Linked DNA regions of Mus musculus: regions 1, 3, 4, 5 and 6 are each linked to region 2. The links are chromatin contacts, called in public promoter capture Hi-C maps. All regions are on one chromosome and are shown on one strand. Each heading gives the region's core, a stretch centred on a gene start, on an enhancer-like site or on the middle of the called end of the contact. The rest is flanking DNA. Distances are from core to core; before and after follow the strand shown. Region 1 holds the start of Trim3 (tripartite motif-containing 3). Region 2 holds the start of Trim68 (tripartite motif-containing 68). Region 3 overlaps Gm36847 (a long non-coding RNA gene). Region 4 holds the start of Apbb1 (amyloid beta (A4) precursor protein-binding, family B, member 1). Region 5 holds the start of Dnhd1 (dynein heavy chain domain 1). Region 6 holds the start of Smpd1 (sphingomyelin phosphodiesterase 1, acid lysosomal).

Region 1 (3,704 bases), core at 398-2,897, 2.9 Mb before region 2:
GAAATGCTAGGATACAAGATGCAGTGGGAGCACCAGATAAGGGGCATCTAGCTTAGACTGAGGTAGGGATGGCGATGCCAGTTTAAAAGCTGAGATCTGAAAAGTAAGTAGCGAACAGCTGAGGAAGAAAGGCCAATGCTCATAAAGTCTGAATAAGAATTCAGTCCAGAATGAAAAATTAAGTGGGTGAGAGACAAGAGGCAGACTTGATCTTTGGAGAAATGGAACTAAGAAACCTCTTAGAGGTCTGGCAGCACGGGAGAAGCGAAGTGTAGAGAACATACTTCCTGGACTATTGGGTAGCCTAGTGACCCTTGCTTGTCACTCTAAGCATGAACCCTGCCTGAGCTCCTTCACATCCAGTGAGTAGCTACCGCAGAGATAAAGGCATTCTCACCGCACCTGCTGCAACCTGCACTGCTCTTGTTGAAGTCAAACCTTAATTGTATAAGAAATCACAAGAAAACTCCCAGCAGCACTTTAGACAGGGCTTGAGTGCGGTCAACTACAGGTCCAAAGACAACTGCAGACTTCTTCAGCATTCTGTCCCCTCTAGAGGGTGGAGAAAGGGGACCAACCCAGTCAGCAGGTTCCCACAGCACAGGGTGCACACCACTCTGACTTGACTCTTTGTCAGTGATAACTGCAATCCCCAGCCAGGCTTCTGGGGCTTTAATTAGCCTTTATGTAGTCAGCTGTCTGCCTTGATTATTAGAGGTGCTGGTTCTCTTATTAGCCCCCTACTTTATGGGCCACTGAGGATTTTTGTTGTAAGGGCATTGAATCTTCAAATGGTTGGAGACAGAACCTGAAAGCAGAGCCCAAACATGGCTCCACCATTTTCTAGCTGATTAGGATTAATGCCTGGGGAACATAAGCTCGCTCCGCTCCTTCCGTTGTAAAGCTGCTAATAAAAGCAGCTACCGATTACGGTTATGCGTATTAAATGAGATAATGTATGTAAAGTGATTAGCTCTGTCTGGCACGTAATAAACACTCAGTCCCTGTTAATGTACAGTTTTTATTGTATTGTACCTAGGCTGTTTTTCCATAATGCAATGATTCTGAGAATTGCTCTGGGTCTTTGGTGTAAGGAAGGAGTCGCGCTGGATGGTCTAAACCAAATTTCCTCAGGCGGCACCTGAGGAACCTAAAACCGAAAAGAAGTCTCCCACTTGGCCTGCAAACCCCTTCTCCTAGAGTTCTGGGTTGAGGTACAGGTGGTCCCCCTCCCTCTTGCTCAGTGGAAACCAAACTAGCAGATTTCACAGGAGCCTCCGGGAAAGCCCAGGAAGGAGCGACCAGAAGCAGCAGGAACGGACTCTCGGAGTACTAAAGCTGGTTCTAGCTGCTTTTACTTGAAGGCATCAAGTGCCACTATCAGACCTCAGCTACTCACCCTCGCCCTTAGGCCTCGTGAGCCAGAGGCAGCAGGCGAGGATCCCGGATCTAGGATCTAGGATCCGGGATCCGCTTGCCAGCTCCAAACCGCACCGCAGAGGGAGAGCCAAGAGCCGCAAGGGCGGAGGGGCTGGCGGGCGTGGTCTGAGAGGTGGGGGCGTGGTTGGGGCGGGCCTTCGGCTCCGGAGTCGCCCCCTCCCCCGACCGGTCCGCAGCCCCGCCCCGGCCCCTCCCTCCGGCCTGTGCGACGGGTCCAGCGGCAGCGGCGCCGGCGCGGGGACAGACGGAGGCGCGGGACGTGGGGCGGCGCCGCGGGCAGGGCCGGGCGGACGGGCGCTGGCAGCGGGGGCAGCGCTGCGGGCCGCTCCGAGTGGCTGCAGTCCGGGCCTTGCCCTCCCATCCTGCTCCCACGCCGTGAGTGCGCCGCGCGGGCCCCAAGGGTGCGTCTGGTCCACCTGTGTATCGGGGTGCGGGTCCTGGTGCTAGCGGCGGTGTGTGGGTCCGAGCGTCTTTGGGTGGGGGCGCGGATGCTTTTCAAAAGCTGTTCCTGTCTCTGTCCACGTGAGGCGTGTCCGTGTCTGTGAGAGCAGCGGGGGATTCTTTGGGCTGTGGCTGCTCACGTGAGGTCCGTGTTTGCGGGCTGTGTGGTGGGGGGAGGCGCGGGTGGATGGGTGATGGTTCATTTTAGGAGCGCGGGTTTTGGGAGTCTCTGTGTTGGCGGAGGGTACCGAAAGCTGCGGCCGATGGTGTTGGGGGTGGGTGGGTGGGGTTGCTGATTGGCACTCTGGAATCTTGTGGCCCCGCTCGTCCAAAGGGTTCCTTTCTCCTGAGTGCAGACTCCTCCACCCCTGCTCCCTTCTCCGTCCTCCTTAGGCACCAAGAAGCCCACCAGCCAGGATGGAGGACATCCTTCCTCCACTGCGGGCACTGCTTGCTGGACAGGAAGCTTCCTGCAGAGGCTGTGTCTTGTAGGAAAGGACCCCTCTAGTTCTCCCTTAGCCTGGGCCCTGACTGGAGGACTCCTGTCCCCTCCCTGGTTTCCACCTCCTTCCCCCTGCACTTGGTTTCAGAACCTGGGCCACAAATCTGCAGGGACAGATGGTTGCAGGTTGGAAGGGCAGGCTGCACCCCAGGGAGGTCATTCTGACTTCAAAAAAAAAAAAAAAAAAAAAAAAAAAGGCAGGCCCTGTGCATGTTCCTGGTGTGGGAGTCCTATGCGGACCGCTAAAACCCAGGACTTGCTCCAGAGGGAAGATCTGAGATTCCAGGGTGGATGCAGTGATTATCCAGGTCTCCAGACATACTGTGCAGCGTATCAGTGCCTATCTCCTAGGCAGGGGTCTGGTTTGCTGCAGAATGGGAATGTGAGCGGCAGGCCTGACAGGTGCCCTGCCTCTCTCGGCTTGGATGCCTCCAGTGATATTACCTCTTAACTGCTTAGACTGTGGGAAGCTACCTTGTGTTATAGAGGTCTCTCTCCTTGGAATTTTGTTCCTTTGTCTTGTCTCTGCTTTTGATTTTGCTTCTCTTTGCTGAGAGGAACCTGCAGAGTTTAAACATAACTCTTCTGTCACCAGCATCTATTGAGTACTTTCTATATGGTAGTTACCAGCTCAACTGCTTAGGGGACAGTGGCATTTCTGCTCATGGAACTTGAGAAAAAAAAGAACCATAGGTGGGATAGTATCGCCTTTGTTCAGAAGATATGTGATTGCTATAGAGGAGAGTCCTGAGAGTGAATGCCAAGGTGACAATCTCAGAAAACATTTATTTTGGAAAGCAAGAGGAGGGGTCGCCTGTGAGCACTCTCTAACATGCCTAACCATGTGATGGAAGTTAGCAGTCAAATCATCAAAGTAGTTTGTATTAGGATCTAGTCATGGCACATTGCAGTCTGAAGGAGCCTTGATTTTTGAAAACAAGACCATCCTCTTCCTCCCATTTTACAAATATGGGTATGGGGTAAAAAGTTGCTTAGATATTATCTTGTGTGGTAGAGTTAGTGACAGGACTAGATCCTAAATTTCATGGCTTAAAGAAATACGTTTTGAATTAAAATGGAATTACATCACTTTGCCTCCCCCCTTCCCTCCCTCCAGCCTCTCCCAGTTATGCTCCTACTAACCCTTCCCATGCTCACCTTTAAGTTGATGGCCTCGTTTTCTTTGATTATTATTGTCAATATGTGTGTGTGTGAATGCATGCACAAGTGTAGAGTCATGGAGACCCCAGCCCTAATGGATACATCTCTTGACTTTTTAAACTTGAGCAAATTGTTTGCATCAAGGTTACATCAACCTTGT
Region 2 (3,462 bases), core at 597-3,096:
GAACCTATCATACAAATCATCTAAATCAATCTCTCTGTCTCTCTGTCTCTGTCTCTGTCTCTGTCTCTCTCTCTCTCTCTCTCTCTCTCTCTCTCTGTGTGTGTGTGTGTGTGTGTGTGTGTGTGTGTGTGTGTGTGTGTGTTGGTTTGAATATGCTTGGCCCAGGGAGTGGCACTAATAGTGTGAGACCCCGACTTAAAGCGTCTCCCCCAAGCTTGTTTTCCCTGATTTCTAAAAATACAGCCAGAAAGAAGCTCTTTGTTCTCTATAGCCAGCAAAAAAGCCTTTTTGTTTCTATACCTTACAACCAGAGTTGTGATAATTGTAAAAAGACCTAGCCAGGTACTTGCCTGGCTCCCTGTGCCAAGGACACGGAGATAGACTCCACAAAGAAGAGCTACAACTCACTCCCCACTCCTCATGCCTTGTAATTTTACCAAGGACACCCGCCAGAGATGAGCTGTAGCCAACTCATCCTCCCAACTCCTCCCAATTCCTCACGTTTTTCCTCTAAAAGCCCCCTACTGTTACCGATAGGGAGCTCATCCTCAGCTGACAATAAAGCCTCTTGCAGTTTTGCATCAGGTGTGGTTTTCTCTCGAGTTATTGGAGTGCTGGCCAGCTCATCCCGGGACTTGAGCGGAAGTCTCCCCAGTTTCGGGGTCTAACAATAGTAGGTGTGGCCTTGTTGGAAGAAGTGTGTCACTGTAGGGATGGGCTTAGAGACCCTTCTCCTAGCTTCCTGGAAGCCAGTCTTCTCCTGTTCTTATTTTTATTCTGTATAAGTTCATCAGCCAATGAGGTTACTTGATCGTGTCTTCAAAACTTTTAAGTCCAAAGTGCTCCTCATAAGCAAGAGCCTCTTCCCCCAGTCACTCTATGGTGTCCTATTCTCAGGGCCTTTGAGAGTCAGTCATAGTTACAAACACATTCAATTACAAATGAAAAAGATGTCCCCTTTTGATTTCAATTCCCTTGAACTTGGTTGACTTTAAGGCAGAGAATGTATGACCCAGTCTTGCAATCCAGGTCTCTTTGTATGCATGCTCAATTAGTATTTTTTAAATGTCTTCTTTGAATCCATCTGTTCACTGTGACATAAGGTCAGTCATTTGTCTCTACCAAGAAGCAGAGGCTCAGTTCAAATCTCAGTTCCTCCCTCTCCCCCTACAGTGCTGGTCCTGTCTATTTTCAATAATTTTCTGGGTGTCACCCTGAAGAATGTCAACCATGTCCTCAGCTCTGACATTGTCATGGAATTCAAAGAGCATGGGTCCCAACGATAAACATATCACTGGAAGCTGGATTCATCTGGAATTTTTTTCGTTACTTCCCATATGTCACTGAGTGTCTTCTCTTGCTTACTCAGTAAAAGTCCCAGTATCCGAAAAAGAACCAAAGAACTACAAAGAAAAATCCAGGTCTATGATTTAACACGCTTGGTCTTGTGTGTCTCTGCGGTTGGACGAGAGGAAAGCTTACACACTGCTTTAAAAAGATTTTTTTACTGGCAGCTTATGATCAGGACTTCGTAATTTAATATGTTTTCTAACTCTGAAACTAGTTTGTTGCAATGAGGAGCTACCAAAAGTATGTAAGTGTCAAGAGTTAGCCAGGAAAAACAGAAGCATTTATTAAAACTTTTGCTTAATTGTCTGAAACCTGGAGCAGCCACTTGCAGCTCGTGTTCCAGGGAACTGCGGATTCCAATGCGTAAAGGTGCCACTTAAGGAAGCCCGGCTGCGCACCCACGCTAGGTAGCTGAATTCAACCAGGAAACGTGGCAAGCGAACAGCCAATCAGGCCACTCTGAGTGCAGAAGTGATTCGTCGGTTCCGGCGCAGTGGGTGGGTCCTGCAGCTCCGGGCGCGGCTCTTGCCTTGGGTCCCTCGCCCCCGCTGCTATCGCGGCTTCCGGCGGCGGGCGAGCGCCCCGCTGCTTCCTACGCTGCGGATTGGACCGCTGGAGCCCCGCGCCTCCACAGCTGCTTAGAGAAGGAGGCGACAGCAGACCTCTTTGGAGGACAACACAGGTCCTGCCCTCTTTACCCTCCCCTGTTCCCAATCCCACCGCCCTGGGGAACTGCCTAGTGCCCGAAGGTCAGGAAGGCACGGACCGCCACTGCTTCCAGACCCGAGGCTGGTTTCTGCCGCTTCCAGGCTCTTCCCCCTCCCTTCGCGGCCCTGAGGACCGTGGAGGCACTGGTTGCTAGGTGCAACCTTTTGATATTGTAGTCTACAAAGTTCACTCTGGAGAACAAAATCGCATAAAGAAACTTAACATTTTACAGTTTTGTGTTTGGCCTGTATTCACAGCTGCCCTCAGCTACAGGTTGGACAGGTCTGAGCAGTTAATGAGTCAAACTTTTGACCAAGTATTTATGTTTGATAAAAGATCTCTATTGGAGATCCTCTATTGGAAAACTGTATTTATCTCCAGATCTTTGACATCTTTCCCATGTTTACATTTTTTGAGGCAATGTATAGAACTAACATGCTTCCACTACATTTTTGTGATTTATCTTGATTTATCATTTCTATCTTTCTTTGCCTCGCTTTCCTACTGCCAGTGTCTTCCAAATTTTCATCTGCTGTTTTGTCTGGTTGTTGTTGTTGTTGTTGTTGTTGTTGTTGTTGTTGTTGTTGTTGTTGTTTGGGGGTTTTTTTGGTTTTCTGTAGCTTTAAGTAGTGCTTTTGACACCAAAGCATGAACAGGTGGACACATGCACACTGCCTTAGATGAAGATATTAACACCTCTACTATCAGCTATGCCTAAACATTTACATTGAATTCTCATGCATTTAACAAGTATTGAGACACTGTTGTTGGCATCAAGAATACACTGAGCAAAACTGAAGATAACTCTGTATTAAACGTACCACGACATTAGGATATTGTAAGAAAAACAGAAAATATGAATAGTAAATTTCTAGTGTGTGAATTAAGAAACCCACAGACTCTGGTAAATGATATCAACAGTGAGATCGTGGAAACAGTCTCAGTTGGAAGAGTGTGATTCCAAATAGGGTAAAATGAACAGACCCCGGGTCCAAGCACTGCACATAGCACTGAGGAGAATATGGCTGCCACGGGTGCAGTTGGGAGAGTAAGAAGACTTAGGCATCTGCCTAGCATGCTTGAGATTCTTGTTAAATCCCCAGCATTTCAGAACAGTCGAGGGGGTGAGGGGGTGAAAGGAGGATGCTTACTCCATGATCCCTCCGCTGGAGCGTACATGGGCCTTTGAGTTCAGTATTCGTTAGTGCACAACTGGATCTTAGGATTCTGGATCTCATGGCTGGGTGGAGACGGTGGAAGCAGAGAGACAGAAAGCAGGGGAAACAGCAAGAAGGAGTAACAACCTGAGGACGACCTGATCTCAGTCCTACAGGCTTCTGCTCTCGTTCCTACAAAACGCCCTTCTGCCAGACTCAACACAGTGGTTTCTTCCTCTCTGCTTTT
Region 3 (3,601 bases), core at 79-2,578, 2.8 Mb before region 2:
GTGGTGGTGCACACCTTTAATCCCAGTACTTGGGAGGCAGAGGCAGGTGGATCTCTGTGAGTTCAAAACTTGTCTGGTCTACAGAGGGAGTTCCAGGACAGCCAACAGTACACAGAGAAATCCTGTCTTGAAAAACAAAATCAATCAAACGAACAAACAACCTCTCTCCCCCCAAAAATCTGTCCCCAAAACTGACTTTAAAAGACTTTACCCAAGCACTCAGAATCAGGCCAAGCACAGAAAGTCAGACAGCTCACAAGCAGCAAGTCAGGAAAGGGATCTAAGCTGATAATTAAAGCCAGGGAGAGGTCAGCCAGGGCCAAAAGGCCAGAAAGGTTTTATGGGGAGATGGCATGTGGGCTAATTTTCAAACACGTAGACTTAAAGGTTGCCCATTTGGGGACATTCCTTTCTCACTTCCCTCTCACCAACTAGTCTTCTAGGACTTTGTGGGGCTTATGAGGCCCGAAGCTGACTCCTTTCTTAGTTTCTCTCAACCTTATTCGTCCATAATGAAAGAAGCTGCACTCCTGGCAGTCAGCCATGAGCCAGGTCAGGGAGCTGGTGAAAGAGCCCGACTTAGCCAGCCAGGTCCCTATTCACTTCCTTCATTTCCACAGCTGCCTTCGAGCTCAGAGTCATTCCCAGGCTCGCTCTCTCTCTCTCTCTCAATCTCTCTCTCTCTCTCTCTCTCTCTCTCTCTCTCTCTCTCTCTCTCTCTCTCTCCTTCTGCCTTGATCTGTCTCTGTCCCTCTGCCTTGGTCTGTCTCTGTCCCTCTGCCCTTGCCTGTCTCTGTCTGTCTCTGTTTGTCTCTGTCTCTCTGTCTCTCTCTGTCTCTCCTTTTATTAAACCTTAGAATTTTCTGACTTAAAACCTCCTGCTTACTCTTGTTTCTCTATTTCTAACCAGTTCACTCCCCACCCCCAGCGCACTTAAATAACTCAGGAATGTGAGCAAAACTTTCTTCCATTCTTCTGAGCATTGCTCAGAGTGGCATTTCATTTTAAGGTCTTAAAAAATATTGCTTTTAATAAATACCTTAAAATTAAACAAGAGCTGCATACTCGTTGGCATAAGAACAGATAGCATTTTCTGAAGGGTTTTTGTTTTTTTTCCAAGCAGAAGAAAAGAGAAAATAGAAATGATTTAACAATTTATTTCTGCAGATCACAGCGCCCTGCTGACATAAGGGGACTCTGGCCTGGCATTGGCCTTCCAGGGACCTTCTGCCACGTTCCTGGCCTGGGTAGATATAGGCATCTCCGTGGGAGGCCCATCGGAGAGGCCTCTTGCCACCTGACTGCCTCCAGACTGAGCTGTCACGATTCACACCTGAGGCTCTGCCTGCTCTGGCCTCCCACTCAGCTTCCTTTCTGGTCTGAGGTTCGTGACTCACCCTGAGCTGTGTGCAGCCACGCGTGGAGGCCATTCTTAAGCTTTTCTTCCATCACCCACGCACGATGGATGACATCCATATGCACACACATCTCAAAGGCTAAACCCAATTTTATCTAAACCCAGGAAGAATTTCTGCAGGAACCGAAGCCAATGGTAAAAATAACGATGTCATCTCAACAAGATACAATAATCTGAAGCTGGCAAGACCATGGCTGAGTTTGCAATCTGCCCATTCCTGCTCCTGCTAGCTATGCATGAAGCATAGCCCCAAAGAACCACTTTCTGAGTACATGTATTGTCCCCCAAATTAGTGAAGGTGAAATTGCTACCCAAAGAACTTTAATAGTGGGACCCCACATGTGTGTATCTCCCTGTGTGTTTTAAAATATTTATTATTATATTTATTTATACGTGTGATTTCAAGCATATGTACATGTATAGGGTATAGCTGGTATATGTGTGTATGTGTTATGGTGCACATGTACAGGTCAGAGGACAACTTCTAGTAGTTAATTCCATGTGTGTGGGTTCTGGAGGTAGAACTCAAGCCTTCAGGTTTGGCAGTTAGTCACTGAGCCATCTTACCAGTCCTATATGTTTCATTTGAGACTTATTCTGTATCCCAGGTCTTCTTGGAACTCACTATGTAGACCAGGTTGGTCTTGAACTCATGATGAGGATACTCATGCCTCACCTGCATGAATCCTGGAGTTAAAGGTCTTTGCCACAACACCCAGCTCGTGCATATTCTTTTTTTTTTTTTTTTTTTAAAGATTTATTTATTTATTATATGCAAGTACACTGTAGCTGTCTTCAGACACACCAGAAGAGGGAGTCAGATCTTGTTACGGATGGTTGTGAGCCACCATGTGGTTGCTGGGATTTGAACTCTGGACCTTTGGAAGAGCAGTCGGGCGCTCCTACCCACTGAGCCATCGCACCAGCCCTCGTGCATATTCTTAACTGCAGTAAACATGCTATATTGTATGTTTGTTTACTTTTCTATTTTTTCATCACATTTTAAGAAATTAAACACTATGTCCCTGAGTGTCCAGCACAGCAGTGGATTTTGATCAACAAATATATGAATGCATGGCTGGCAAACCATTTTGCCTAGGAATCCTGTGTGTCCCTTGTTCTGACTCCTTTATTGCCGGCATCTGTATGGGTCACTGGTGTACCCAGCCTCTAGCAACTTGCAAATCAGTTTCTTAAACTCAGCTTGCCTTTTGTTCAGCCTGTATAGCTGATCTCTCATGCCAGTTCTGACATTTTGGTCTTAGTTTCTGGGCCTCTTTAATTAGCTTGCTTTGTCTTTTTGTGGGTCAGTTTTGAGATGTTCCCAACAACTTTATTTATGTAGTTTTGCTGCTGCGCATGTACAGTCCCAGCCCTGGGCAGCTGAGAGGGACATGATGAGCTTGGGGCCTACCTGAGCTACATAGTGAAATGCTGTCAAAACTCAAACTAAAGCAAACAAGTGAACCTAAAGGAATTATTTTTTACAGTGCGAGTTTTCCTTAAGCTGTCCCAGAATCTCCTAGAAGGGGCGGCCAGATGTGCATCATTGACAGATGTTTGGCTTCACCCATTATCATCCAGAGCAGAAAGTACAGGCCTGCATACAGAAGCAGTTCAGCTCATTTCCAATATTTCTTATGCTTTTTTGTTTTGTTTTAAGATTTATTTATTTTTATTTCATGTGCATGGATGTCTTGCCTGCCTTCATGTCTGTGTACCACATGTGTGCATTGCTCTCAGAGACTGCAGAAGGGTGTCAGATTCCTTGGAACTGGAGTTACGTACTTGTGAACTGCCATGTGTGTGCTAGGAATCAACCCTGGGTCCTGTGGAAGAGCAGGAAGTGCTGCGAACACTGAGCCATCTCTCCAGCCCCTTTCCATTGATAACCATGCAAGGGCTGGGGTGAAGGCTCAGTGAGTAATGCGCTTTCTGTATGCGTGTGAGGACCTGGGTTTGGATCCTTGGCTTCCAAGTTAAGAGCAGTGATGTGCAGGACTGGGTGAAGGGATGTGTGGGACACACACACACACACACACACACACACACACACACACACACACACACCGAGAACAAAACCCCACATAGTCTAAAACCTGAGTCTTCCATGGGGAGGTAAGTTCAATTTTATCCACTGTCTGTTCTCCAAACCTAACCTGAGACTAATGTACAGTACCGCTC
Region 4 (3,621 bases), core at 188-2,687, 2.9 Mb before region 2:
ACACTTAAACTTTACTTCCTGTGGGAGCCTTCCAAATCTCCTGGGCCAGAATAACCTGACACACACAGTGTCCCGTGTCTTTTCCTTAAGACACCATAATTTTAATTACCTATGTGGTGTCTCTTCCCTCTTTTAATCTGTAAGCTGAATGAAAGCAGGAACTCTCTTTTGCTTTCTGGGTGTTAGCACCAAGGACAGTGTGTCATACCATACACCTATTTGCTGAGAGTGAGTGAGTGAATGAATGAATGTCCTTCTAGGTAACACGTGCTCATTTCTCAAGGATCCAGGTCAGGTGCGTGTCTTCCAGGTGGGATGCAGCTGAACCAGATTCTTTTGGGGATCTTTATGTCCGGCTTGGGATCCAACATGGTTTGTATTTCCTAGGTGCTTGTCAGATTACAATGGATTCTTAGCCACAAGTCAGTAACTGTACAAGATGAGTGATGGACATAGGGAGTTTTGTTACACTGCTCCACTTTTGCACATAAGTGCAAATGTCTATAACAAAAATTTAAAACATTCATATTTACCCAGGGATAAATGAAAGTATATTCAAAGTACTTTGGAGTACTTGCTTTGAACAAGCCAGAGATTGATAAAGTGACCCTGCATTAAGAGTATGTGTGTGTGTGTGTGTGTGTGTGTGTGTACTTTTCCACGTCAGGGAAATTCTTTAGAAGATGAACATAAGATGAAATAACAAATTTAGATTTGGGCACTGTTAGACTTAGATGCATCTCCAATCAGTTTTTCAGTATGTTCAGAGCCCACCGAGCCCACAGCTCAGGGGACAATGCTTTTGGGGTTTCTGCCCCTCTTTGCCCTTGATGTCAGGGATCTGACCATTAAGATTTGCCTCATTGTCTATCCAGGGCCTGCAGTGAACAGGAAAATAGCCAAGTACAGCATTTCTGTTTAATTTCCACTCAGTTCTCCATTTGGTCCTTTCCTAGAGTTAATTTCTACCCTGGAGTGCAGTGGGGGGGGGGGAGGCGGGGTGGGGGACGCTGTGTCATAGCTTTATATTCAGAGGCACGGGTAGAGTGTAAGAAATATCTCAGTTCTGGTTTAGTTTAACCACTTACTCTGTTACTGAGGGCAAGTCGTGTTACCCTTCAGAATGTCAGCACCTGCCTCTCAAATCCCGAGAACAACAATTGTGGGAATTGCACAGCGCTGGTTTGAGGATGAATGCAAGCAAATGGTTGAACATAGAGCCTGGTACAGAGTAAGCGGTCAATAAATACGCGCTATTATTATCCACAGGACGTCAGGGAGTGCTACCACAAGAGCCAGAGAGCAGCCGGCTGCCAGCCTCTTGAGGCGCAGCCACGGTCCCAGCACCCGTGTCTCTCTCCACCCTCCTCCTTCCCCCCTCCCTAGCGGATCAGACTCCGTGCTCTAGGCGCGTCTCCCGGCGTCGGTGCAGGACCGACGCGGAGGTGAGTCCACGGTGGCATGGAAGGGGAGAGCTGGGCAGGGTCCTGGGAGTTGGGTGCAGCCGTGCGGGGATAGACAGGAGGCCTGGGACGCAGGGCTTGCGAGGGTCAAGGGTCTGCAGGGTGCGGCTGGGGCAGCTGCAGCCAGTGCGGCTCGCACTCGCTCGCGCGCCCCGCCCCGGCCAAGATGGCGCCCCTCCCCCTCCCGTGCGCGGCTCCGCCGCTCGGGGCGCGGCCTCGCGGCCTGCGCGCTCCTGGGCGGGGGATGTTGTGATGGAGAAGCTGCGGTGTTGCGGGAGCCTTGCAGCTTGAGCTACCTTCGCCACCTGGGCCTGGGGCCTCGCCGCGCAGGTAGGTGCTGCTCCGTCTCCAGCCCAGCCCCGGGAGCAGGATCCCCAGCCTCAGCAGCCCTTAACCCTTGCAGCCTCTTCTTCTCAGAAGTCCAGGTCTCCAAGCCAGGCCTGATTACCCCCCACCCAACTCCCTTCGCCGCCTTCCTACCGCGGGCCTGCAAAATCACCCTCCGCAGGATCACTTTGGTCCTAACACCGACCGCTCCCCAAAGCTTTGCTTCTTGATCCTCTAGGATGCCCGGCGGGGGCGGGGAGGAGGGGGTGAGCGGGGGGGGGGGGGGGAGAGCGAGGGGCGATAGAAGAGTGGGGGAGGGGACGTCTAATGCTGGGAAGGGGACTTGGATCCGGGTAGGAGCCAGGCCGTGCGATTCCAGACTAGAGCCCCAGGCTTGGGATCTGTCAAGCTGCATTCTGTTGTCCTCAGCGACCGAGGGGTGTGCCCTGGGACCGGCGGGGTTCCCATCTCAGCCTGACAGAGAGGCCTAGCAGCGACTAGAGTGCTCCTTAGGAGCAGTTTTCCCTCTCCAATTCAGATGTTATTTCCAGCCTCTTCCGAGTCCTGTTTGTAGGTTGCATTCTGAGCCCCTAATTTCCCATTCATTTTAAAAATCCACTCCATTCTGTCTCTGACATCCACCGAAGCTTCTGAGCAAGGTCACTGGAGCCCTCCTTGTAACTCCAATGGACACTTGGCGGCTGTGAGCCCATTACCACTGAGTATGTGTCAGTCTCCTTGAAGCATTTTTTTTCCTGGTTTTCCTCCTAGGCACTGTCTATTGCTTTGAAGTGTTCTCTTGTCTCGTCTCTGCATATGTGATGCTATTCTGGCCTGAGCTGCGTTCTTTCACTCTGACCTTTTCCCTTGACCATTTCTTGCATGTCTAACTCTTTAAATTTCATATATAAGCTGCTGAGTCCCAAATTTATTTGTCTGGCCCAGACCACTGCTGAAATGCAAACTCATATATACTCAACTGTCCTCTGACATCCTTTTGAACAGTTCAACAGGAATTCCAAACCTACAGATTTCAAGGTGAATTAATTAACATCTCTTGTTCCCCTCATACCTCACTTACATGTCTGTTGTTCCTTCAGCCTCTCTCAATGACATCTGTCCATTCAGTTCAGGTTATGGTCACAGTGAGGTGGGGTCTGAGCAACATTCACCCTCACCTCTCGACATCAGATCTCACCAAGCTCTGTCATGCCCACGACTTCAATATTTCTCAGGTCTGCTAATGTCACTGGAGCTCAATTGCTGTCACACTTAGTGAAGACAGCCCCCCTGACTGCTCTTGTTTATTCCCTCTTAGTTACACAGCACTCATAATGGTCGTTTTAAAAATGCATCCAATCATTTATTCATTTAACAAATAGGATTTGAGCACCTAATATTTACAAGGCACCGCGAGAGGTACTAAAGATGTCATAAGAAAACAGAATAGACTGGGTTCACGTCCACAGAGAAGTGATGTCTTTGCAGGAAGTCAAATAAGAATGACATTGTAAAGATAGTCAGCATCATGAAGGAAGATGCATGGTGCGCTGAAAGATCCGAAGAACAGAATCTAGGCTGTCAGGGTGGCTAAGCGAGAAGGGGCCAAGGGAAGATGCTCTTAGGAGTATTCAGCTTGAACTAGAATGTAAAGGGAGAGTTGGGAAAATGAGGCTCAGACCATGCTTATGCCTTCCAGGAATCAAAGAAAGCAGCTTAGGCTGGGCAGGTCAATGACAAGAGTTGGGGCCAGAGGGTGAGGGCCATGGTTGGGATAACAGGGCAGTTTAGACAATGCTACGGATTTTGACCATAAGATCATTGACTTTGG
Region 5 (3,785 bases), core at 752-3,251, 3.0 Mb before region 2:
TCATGAAGTTGACATAGAGGCAGTGCTTTGCTTTAGACCTGGAATAGTTCACATAGACCTGTGGAGGAAGACCACCCAGGCAAGCACTCCCTAGAGTAACCAAAGACCCCATATAGAGTTCCTAGGACCAGCACAATATATGCCCCAAAGTATGTTTTGGCAAATATAAATGACCAAGAATATGAACCCCAAAGAAGCTTCTGGCACCGTCTGAGAAGACTGGAAACTACAAGGTCAAGTTTTGGCTTCCTAATGGCTGCTATTGATTTCAGTGTTTCCCTATAGATTAGCATTGAGACATTAGCTTTGTTTTTGCAAGTGAAAAAGGTGCAGCCTAGTCCAGCTCACTTTAGAGGTGGGCTAATCCTGAAGAGCCATGAGGAGCTGGCTCAAGAAGCCAGTAGCCCTGCAGGCACCTAAACTAATTCATTTTATCTCTTCTACTTAAAGCCCCAAACCATGCCACTCACTTTCTCCCAGCAGGTTCGCCTTCTGCCTGCTCAGTATCACTGCTTTCATACTGTACAGGGATGTCTGTAGCCAGTGCCAAGGGCAAAAGACTAAGGCTGTCCAGCCATGGGGTCTCTTCTAGGGCCACCTCAGCACCAACAATGCCCAGACAGTGCTGTAGCTCAGGCAGTGTCAATGGTCGGAGCCACGTGGCCAATTCCTTTTTTTGTTGCCGGTCCCACTGGGCCTTCACAAAAGGGCATGCTGAGCATGGAGGCCCTCGATGAAACCTCTTCATCCATAGACCACAGTCAACATGGGAAGAACTATGTAACAAAGAACTGTCTGGGGGAAAGGCCTTGTCTATGGCATCTAGCAGGTCCAGCTCTAGCCGGGCTTGGACCTTGGGTGCCCAGCAGTACAGCTGCTCCAGGAAGGGCAGCAACTCGAGTTGACCAGCTAGCATCTCACGGTATGGAGGCAACAGGCCCAGTACTGCATGCAGATAGCGCCAAGCTTCACAACTGCCATCCTGCATCACAGCTGAGAACAGAGACTGAAGCTCAGACAGCAGCAGCTTCAGCAGTGTCCGCTGCTCTGATTCAACCACTGCCTTGAGATCCTCCTGTTTCATTTGACAGTCCCAAGAGTGTTCTTGTCCGCTGCAGCTACATCCAACGAGCCCAGACTGAAGGGTATAAAACCATGGGTTTTTCTTCTCTTCCAGAATAAAGTGGAGGCAGGTATTCAATTGCTGTCGAACAGATCTTGCCCACAGCTCGGGGTCCAAATGCCAATTCCAGGCTTTTGGCTTCTGGGTCTGACCTGTGGGACCCAGCGGGGGGGGGGGGGGAGGGAGGGAGGGACATGTAGAAGTTCTGGCTCTGGGCTGTGCCAGTAGGGTTAGGACAGCAAGGTGGATATAGAGTTGCAGAGCATAGGAAGACCAGTAGAGGGCCCTTACTGAGCCACTCACTGTCAAGGACTAGCACAAGTCCAAGAGGGAGCCCTCCCTGCCCAGGAGCTCCTTCCCACCCTCCAAGGCCTCGTCTCACCTGGCCTGCAGGATGTAGAAGGCATGGGAAGGGAAGGGGGACTGGTCTGTGAATGAGGTTTCATTGCGGAGCGCTCCCTGTCGTGAATGAACTTAGACTCAGTTCCAGTCACTTAACACAGAGACCGATACACGCTTGCAAAATCTTTGGAAAAACTGTGTTCACATGAGGAAAACTTCAGAGTGGAGGCTGGCAACCACCTTGAAAAGGAAACACAAAAGGGTTGTCACTCAAAGGCAGCAAAGCTCCCGTCCCCTGAAGCCTTTACCACAGACTGAGAAGGTCCAGAGTGCAAAGCCGGCTACTGGGTAGGGAAGCAGTTTAGGACACCTAGCGGAAAGACGTGGCAGAAGACAGCTCCCGGTGCGCCAGTGGGAGGGGCCTCCCTAGGCACTGGAAGAGCTGAGCCACTGAGGGCAAGGGTAGCAGATCCCAGAGCCAGAGCAGAGGACTCAGCTGCACCACCTGCTCCCAGCTGTTAGAACCGTTACAGAATCCTGGAGGCCCGAGCCTCAAATCGGAGCTAGAAGGAGAGTTCAACAGGCATGTGGGAGGGGCCTGGGGGCGGGACCGGGACCCAGGCCACACTAGCATACTGCTTTTAACCTGACACCCCAAAGGCCCAAAAAGAATCTGGCTGAGCGGGAGACTGAATGACAAGATTGATTTGGGGGCACTAACAGCATTAGGGGCGTGGTCGTAGGAAGCAAGTGTAATCCTAGGGACTCACTCGCTCACTGATTTTTCCCTCCCCTCCCTTGACAGCATATCCAACTGTCCCACCTCAAGTCCCAACAAGAAACCCGAGTAAGACAAACATCTTGTATCTCTCTCAACAAGCTACACATCTAGTAGTGAGTGGTTTAGTTATGAAAGAAAGAAAGAAAGAAAGAAAGAAAGAAAGAAAGAAAGAAAGAAAGAAAGAAAGAAAGAAAGAGAGAAAGGAAGAAAGCAACCTACCTCTGTTATAGATTTTATTCTAATCAGTGGAAATTTTGATAGGCCAGACAGTAAAAAGAGTAGACTTGGGGGAGGGGGGAGTAGGGTGTTTGATTTCATATATTTCAAGTTTTAAGTCTGAGATACAGATCTCACAGGTGAGAGGCATAGCTCAGTGGTCCAACACTTGCCTCATATGCTCAAAGCCCTGGGTTTAGTCTCCAGTCTAGAAATGAAAGCTGTCCTTGAAGTCATGACTCCCCTGCCTCAACCTCCTGAAGGAAAGAATTATATGTATGTGTCCAACTAGAAGTTTAGTGTTTGCTCTCACTTGAGTCACATTCAAGCTTGAGTATTCCCAGGACCATGGTTAGAGTGTTCTGCTTTCTCTAAGGCTAAGCAAATAGTCTTTGCTTTCAGGATCCAAGAGAGTTAGTTCATCACCTCCTCTGCCTAGGCCCATTACAACTAGTGAGATGAAGAAGAGAAGAAATCACACCTCTTTATGAAGGGCACAACCTGGAAGTTGCCTGTGTCACTCCTTCACTTGCCCTGACCTAGGCAAAAATAAAACTTTCACATCTAATCTTTTTTTTGCAAAGGTTGTGGTGGTTTGAATGAGAATGACCCCATAGGTTCATATATCTGAATGTTTGGTCCCTTGCTGGGGCTGTTTGGGAAAGATTAGAAGGTATAACCTTGATGGTTCATCTCACTGGTGGAAGGATTGTATACAAGAGTGAGCACTTTTCTCCACATTGTTCTCAAATTTTTATTTCAAGTTTCTGCTCAGGCATGCATCCCCTTATAGTGAATCCTTTAATTTCCCAGAAGTCAGCACTCTCCCAGGTCCAGACCCTCTTTTCCCCAAACTAATTTTACCCCATACTTTGATTGCTATCTCATATTTGCTTATCCATTTACCCTGATAAAAAATGTAAGCTCCTGGAGTTACAGAGACAAACTGTGGAGCAGAGAATGACCCAACAGGGGATCCATCCCATATAGTCATCAAACCCAGACATTATTGTGGATGCCAACAAGTGCTTGCTGACAGGAACCTAATATAGCTGTCTCCTGAGAGGCTCTACCAGTGCCTGACAAATACAGAGGTGGATGTTCTCAGTCAACCACTGGACTAAGCACAGGGTCCCCAATGGAGGAACTAGAGAAAGGACCCAAGAAGCTGAAGAGGTTTGCAGCCCCATAGGAGGAACAACAATATGAACCAACCATTACCCACAGAGCTCCCAGGGACTGACCACCAACCAAAGAGTGCACATGGAGGGACCATGGCTCCAGCCACATATGTAGCAGATGGCCTTGTCGGTCATCAATGGG
Region 6 (3,438 bases), core at 823-3,322, 2.9 Mb before region 2:
CAGGAGCTCCCACCCTAGCTGAAGACCAACAGCAGTAATTATAGGGCTCCTCTGACAGTAAAGAAGCCTCAGAGGGTTGAGAGCTTCATGAATTCAGGACAAAGAGTGAGGTGAGTCAGAAAGCAAAGGCCTTTCTGTCGGGAGATGTTATAGGCCTGGCCACGTTGAGAAAAAAATGGGAGATATTAAAGAGGGAGGGAGAATTCATTTTACAAAGAGAGCTACTGTAGGCAAAGACACAAGCTAGGGAGTGGGGATGTACTGCTAGCTCTGAAAAGAGGGTGGCTGGAGATAATTAAAGGGAAGGCAGGGTCAGGTTAGGGAGGGCAGTAGAGAGTGCTGAGGACACCTGCTGGAGTAGTCTACCCAGTTCCCTCCTCCTTTCTCCCTCATCCATCTTTCTTCTTCCTTCCTGGGTTTCCACCGACAGTAAGTACCTTAGGGTGTGAAGGGCATCAGCTGGTAACCAGGGTTCCCATGCCTTGGCCATGGCTTCATAGAGCCATTGTGAAGATTGGTTTCCCTTTATGAAGGGAGGAGGGAAGCCATTGACAGGAGTGCTCTCATGGTTGCCCACAGCAGGGTACACTGGCACTGGGCCCAAGAACTTCCTCACGAGGTCTGTGATGGTGGTCAGGGCCCTCAGCTGATCTTGGCGAGACTGTTGCCAGACATCATGGGCAGGGATATCTCCCGTCCAGTACACCATTTCAAAAGGGCCGGCAGGGCCCAGTCCTTTCAACAGGCTTTCTAGCGTTCGCAAGGGCAGGTCACACTTGCTGTACTCGCCCCAGAACCCAGCCCCCTTCTGGGAGTTGGGTGGCCATCCGGACCCCCGGCGGCAGCAAAGTGGATCTGCACAGTAAGGGTCTGTGCCCTCCAGGTACTCATGGTCCCAGTGTAGATCAGTAAGGAAGAGGACACGGCTGACAGGGGCACCGGGGGCTGGTGGGCTCGGTGGCTTTGGGGGTGGCTTCGGCACTGATGGCAAAGAGATGTTCCAAGTCGAAAAGATGTCCCAGTGTCCACAAGAGGAGCCCAGAAGCAAGCCACAAGCCTCTGATGGGCTCAGAACTGAACGTGTCCACACCTCCACCACATCGTCCTCAAAGAGATGGACGGCTGACTGGCACACATCTAGTGGTGCTATGTTCAGCATCTTGCATATCTTGATGGCCACAGAGCCTACCCGTGCCACATTGGGCTCCTTCTGTGGTGGAAGGAACCAATGAAGTTAGGTCAGAGACAGAACAAGTGAACCCTGGCCACCACTCCACAGGCTTCCATGTCTAAATCGGAGCTAGGATAACTCTGTCACCATGATAAAGAGACATCAGTATCTCCCACACACTGCCCAGCAGTTCAGCACCAGGCCTCTAGCTACCTACTCTAGCTCAGGGTGTGCTACCATTTCAAGCCCACAATTAGCCAGCTGACTTTACTCTCCCTAACTTTATAAAGGTCACAGTGGGGTAGTGGTAACATGGATGCATAGGAAGCACCCTCTACCAGAAATATATTGCCCCCTCCCCCGGGCATACCAGTGCACTTCATCCTGCCCCCAGCATTCCACAACAGCCCTTCACGCACTCACCTTCAGCCCATGGTTGAGAGCAGTGAATAAGACTTTGCAGGCGGGGCAAGTGAGGTTCTGCCACCCAAAGGCACTCTGGAGCGGCGGCGCTATGGCACTGAATTTGACAGAATGGCCTTCAGAAGGAAGAGGATAAGCTCTGGCAGGAACCCAAAGAACCGTGGAGTCAAACAGAGCCAGAACCAGCGCCAAGCCCAGCCCCATCCAAAGGAGTCCCACTCTGGGTGCCGGTAAGGACCTCTCCAGTCTCTGCTCCCAGCCGGCTCTGAGGTGGTCCTGGCCGGATGATGCTCTGTGGTGGGGCATTGCCAGGCTCGTAGACAGGACTGGCTTGCCCCTCCAGGCCCCACAGGCCGAAGCCCTGGCTGGCCCTCGGGGCCCGGGTAACGCTGGAGACACCTGATTACCCTTCGTTGTGGTTGACTGATAGCTCAGCAGCCAGCCACAAAACAGCTCCTCCCCTTCCTGTTCCTCTTATGGCCCAGCAACTGTGGGGGAGCGGCTGTCAAAACCTTGGGGGCGGAGCAAAAGGGGGCTCGCCAACCCGCCCTGATCCGCCTTCTTCAGCCACAGCCCAATCACCCCGGGCGGTCTTAGGACCCGCGGGGTTGGGGTGGGTAGGTGACCTCGGTAGAGACAAGCTTCACCACCCTGAGCCATTGCTGCGCGAGGCTGCGGGCGGCGGCCCCGATAATTTCTGCCCAGAACTGATGGAAGCCCTTTAGGGAACTCCCAGGTGCCCCTCTCTTCCACCCCCCCTCCCCGCTTTTTTTTTTTTTTTTTTTTTTTAAACATTCAGATTCCTAGAATAGATGCCCGGCTCAGCTGGTCATTAAACTGAGAAGATTAACTAGAGAGGGCTGGGGCAGCGATGCTTGCATTGAGCGGATTGACCTGCCATGGACGGTCCTCCCCTCGATTTCCTATGCTCTGCCACCATTACAGCAGCCTTGAATCACTTAAGGTTTTGTTAATGTGTCTTTCTTTTAATTTAAAATTTTGCATTATTATTTATTTATGTGTATGGGTATTTTGTATGTGTGTGCACCACGTGCGTGGTGCCTGCTGGAGGCCGGAAGAGGATCCACCTGGACTGGAGTTATAGATGTATTGAGGTCGCCACGCCCGTGCTGCGTGCTGGGAATTCTACCCAGGTCCCAACACTATTAGGTGTGGGACCTGCCCTGGAGCCTGGTCAACCTACCAGGGGTCGTCATATCCTTAAAAAGAAAACTGCCTCTTCTAGGAGCTCTCCGATGCCAATACGCCTTAGCTAGGAGTGAGCCTTTGGAATTTTGTCTCGCTTGAACATCCTGTGCGTGCTGTCACAATCATGGCGATTTCACTGCATGCAACTTCCCTGTCGTGCCAGAAAAGTTTCCTTTAGTCACCCGCTGCCTCTGGCTCTTCCAGTCTTTCAGTCCCACTTTCAATCACTTAGCCTTGTAAGGAGAGGTGTGATATAGACCCCATTTAGGGAGGATCACTTCGAAGTCTCTTGTTCTCTGATGATCATTTGTAGGTGTCTGTGTTTAACTCTCTCCTGCTTCAAGAAGCTTCACTGGTGAGGACTGCTAAGTGCTCTGATCTACGGGTACACTAAAGTCATTTAAATACTGTGCCTATTAGCAGAATAATAGTAGTAGGTTCTCTGCCCCGCTATGGGGGTTATGACCTATCTAGCCACAGGCCCTTACACTGATAATGGTGCCAGGTATGGGTTACATCTCATCTCTCAAAGGTCTTCTTAAGTGTTTTTAATCCTATTTTATCTGTTGTTGTTTGTTTGTTTTGTTTTTGAGACAGGATCTCACTATGTCTTGCCCCAGGATCCACAGTTCGGG

Evidence for each region. Promoter capture Hi-C pulls out the DNA fragments that hold promoters and counts their contacts.
Region 1: a contact with region 2 is called in a promoter capture Hi-C map of pre-B cells. The contact joins the promoter of Trim3 here to the promoter of Trim68 in region 2. A contact is called at or near these places in 5 of 39 promoter capture datasets (cranial neural crest, embryonic stem cells, hippocampal neurons and 2 more), 1 of 484 Hi-C or Micro-C datasets (CD4 T cells) and 1 of 115 datasets of contacts at active chromatin or transcription factors (astrocytes).
Region 3: a contact with region 2 is called in a promoter capture Hi-C map of hippocampal neurons, with 10 times the contacts expected there. The contact joins the enhancer-like site here to the promoter of Trim68 in region 2. A contact is called at or near these places in 4 of 39 promoter capture datasets (cranial neural crest, hippocampal neurons, pre-B cells and 1 more) and 2 of 484 Hi-C or Micro-C datasets (cerebral cortex and myocytes).
Region 4: a contact with region 2 is called in a promoter capture Hi-C map of pre-B cells, with 11 times the contacts expected there. The contact joins the promoter of Apbb1 here to the promoter of Trim68 in region 2. A contact is called at or near these places in 3 of 39 promoter capture datasets (cranial neural crest, embryonic stem cells and pre-B cells) and 1 of 115 datasets of contacts at active chromatin or transcription factors (astrocytes).
Region 5: a promoter capture Hi-C map of pre-B cells shows a contact between it and region 2, with 8 times the contacts expected there. The contact joins the promoter of Dnhd1 here to the promoter of Trim68 in region 2. A contact is called at or near these places in 5 of 39 promoter capture datasets (the 3T3-L1 cell line, embryonic stem cells, hippocampal neurons and 2 more) and 1 of 484 Hi-C or Micro-C datasets (CD4 T cells).
Region 6: a promoter capture Hi-C map of pre-B cells shows a contact between it and region 2, with 21 times the contacts expected there. The contact joins the promoter of Smpd1 here to the promoter of Trim68 in region 2. A contact is called at or near these places in 5 of 39 promoter capture datasets (the C10 cell line, embryonic stem cells, hippocampal neurons and 2 more), 1 of 484 Hi-C or Micro-C datasets (pre-B cells) and 1 of 9 other capture datasets (liver).

The regions. Positions count from the first base shown.
Region 1 is chr7:105,631,514-105,635,217 of GRCm38.p6, reverse strand. It overlaps Trim3 (tripartite motif-containing 3), which reads left to right and starts at 1,647. Exons shown (of 12, transcript NM_001285870.1): 1 at 1,647-1,841. It overlaps Arfip2 (ADP-ribosylation factor interacting protein 2), which reads left to right. Exons shown (of 8, transcript NM_029802.4): 8 at 1-1,017.
Region 2 is chr7:102,685,711-102,689,172 of GRCm38.p6, reverse strand. Trim68 (tripartite motif-containing 68) reads left to right here and starts at 1,846. Exons shown (of 7, transcript NM_198012.4): 1 at 1,846-2,032.
Region 3 is chr7:105,517,343-105,520,943 of GRCm38.p6, reverse strand. All of the region lies in intron 2 of Gm36847 (a long non-coding RNA gene), which reads right to left. Among named protein-coding and RNA genes, the nearest start is that of Smpd1, 35 kb to the left of the region's middle. Within about 2 kb of position 1,328, at least 19 of the 459 cell types and tissues checked have an H3K27ac peak or open chromatin away from gene starts, as enhancers often do. A contact at or near this core is called in cerebral cortex and hippocampal neurons, where this site is marked.
Region 4 is chr7:105,579,307-105,582,927 of GRCm38.p6, reverse strand. It overlaps Apbb1 (amyloid beta (A4) precursor protein-binding, family B, member 1), which reads left to right and starts at 1,437. Exons shown (of 15, transcript NM_001253885.1): 1 at 1,437-1,793.
Region 5 is chr7:105,648,992-105,652,776 of GRCm38.p6, reverse strand. Dnhd1 (dynein heavy chain domain 1) reads right to left here and starts at 2,001. Exons shown (of 44, transcript NM_001370803.1): 1 at 1,836-2,001; 2 at 1,506-1,705; 3 at 471-1,275. The coding sequence starts at 1,569. It also overlaps a transcript of Timm10b not described here.
Region 6 is chr7:105,552,994-105,556,431 of GRCm38.p6, reverse strand. Smpd1 (sphingomyelin phosphodiesterase 1, acid lysosomal) reads right to left here and starts at 2,072. Exons shown (of 6, transcript NM_011421.2): 1 at 1,595-2,072; 2 at 438-1,210. The coding sequence starts at 1,900. It overlaps Gm39063 (a long non-coding RNA gene), which reads left to right and starts at 2,071. Exons shown (of 3, transcript XR_869857.2): 1 at 2,071-2,330.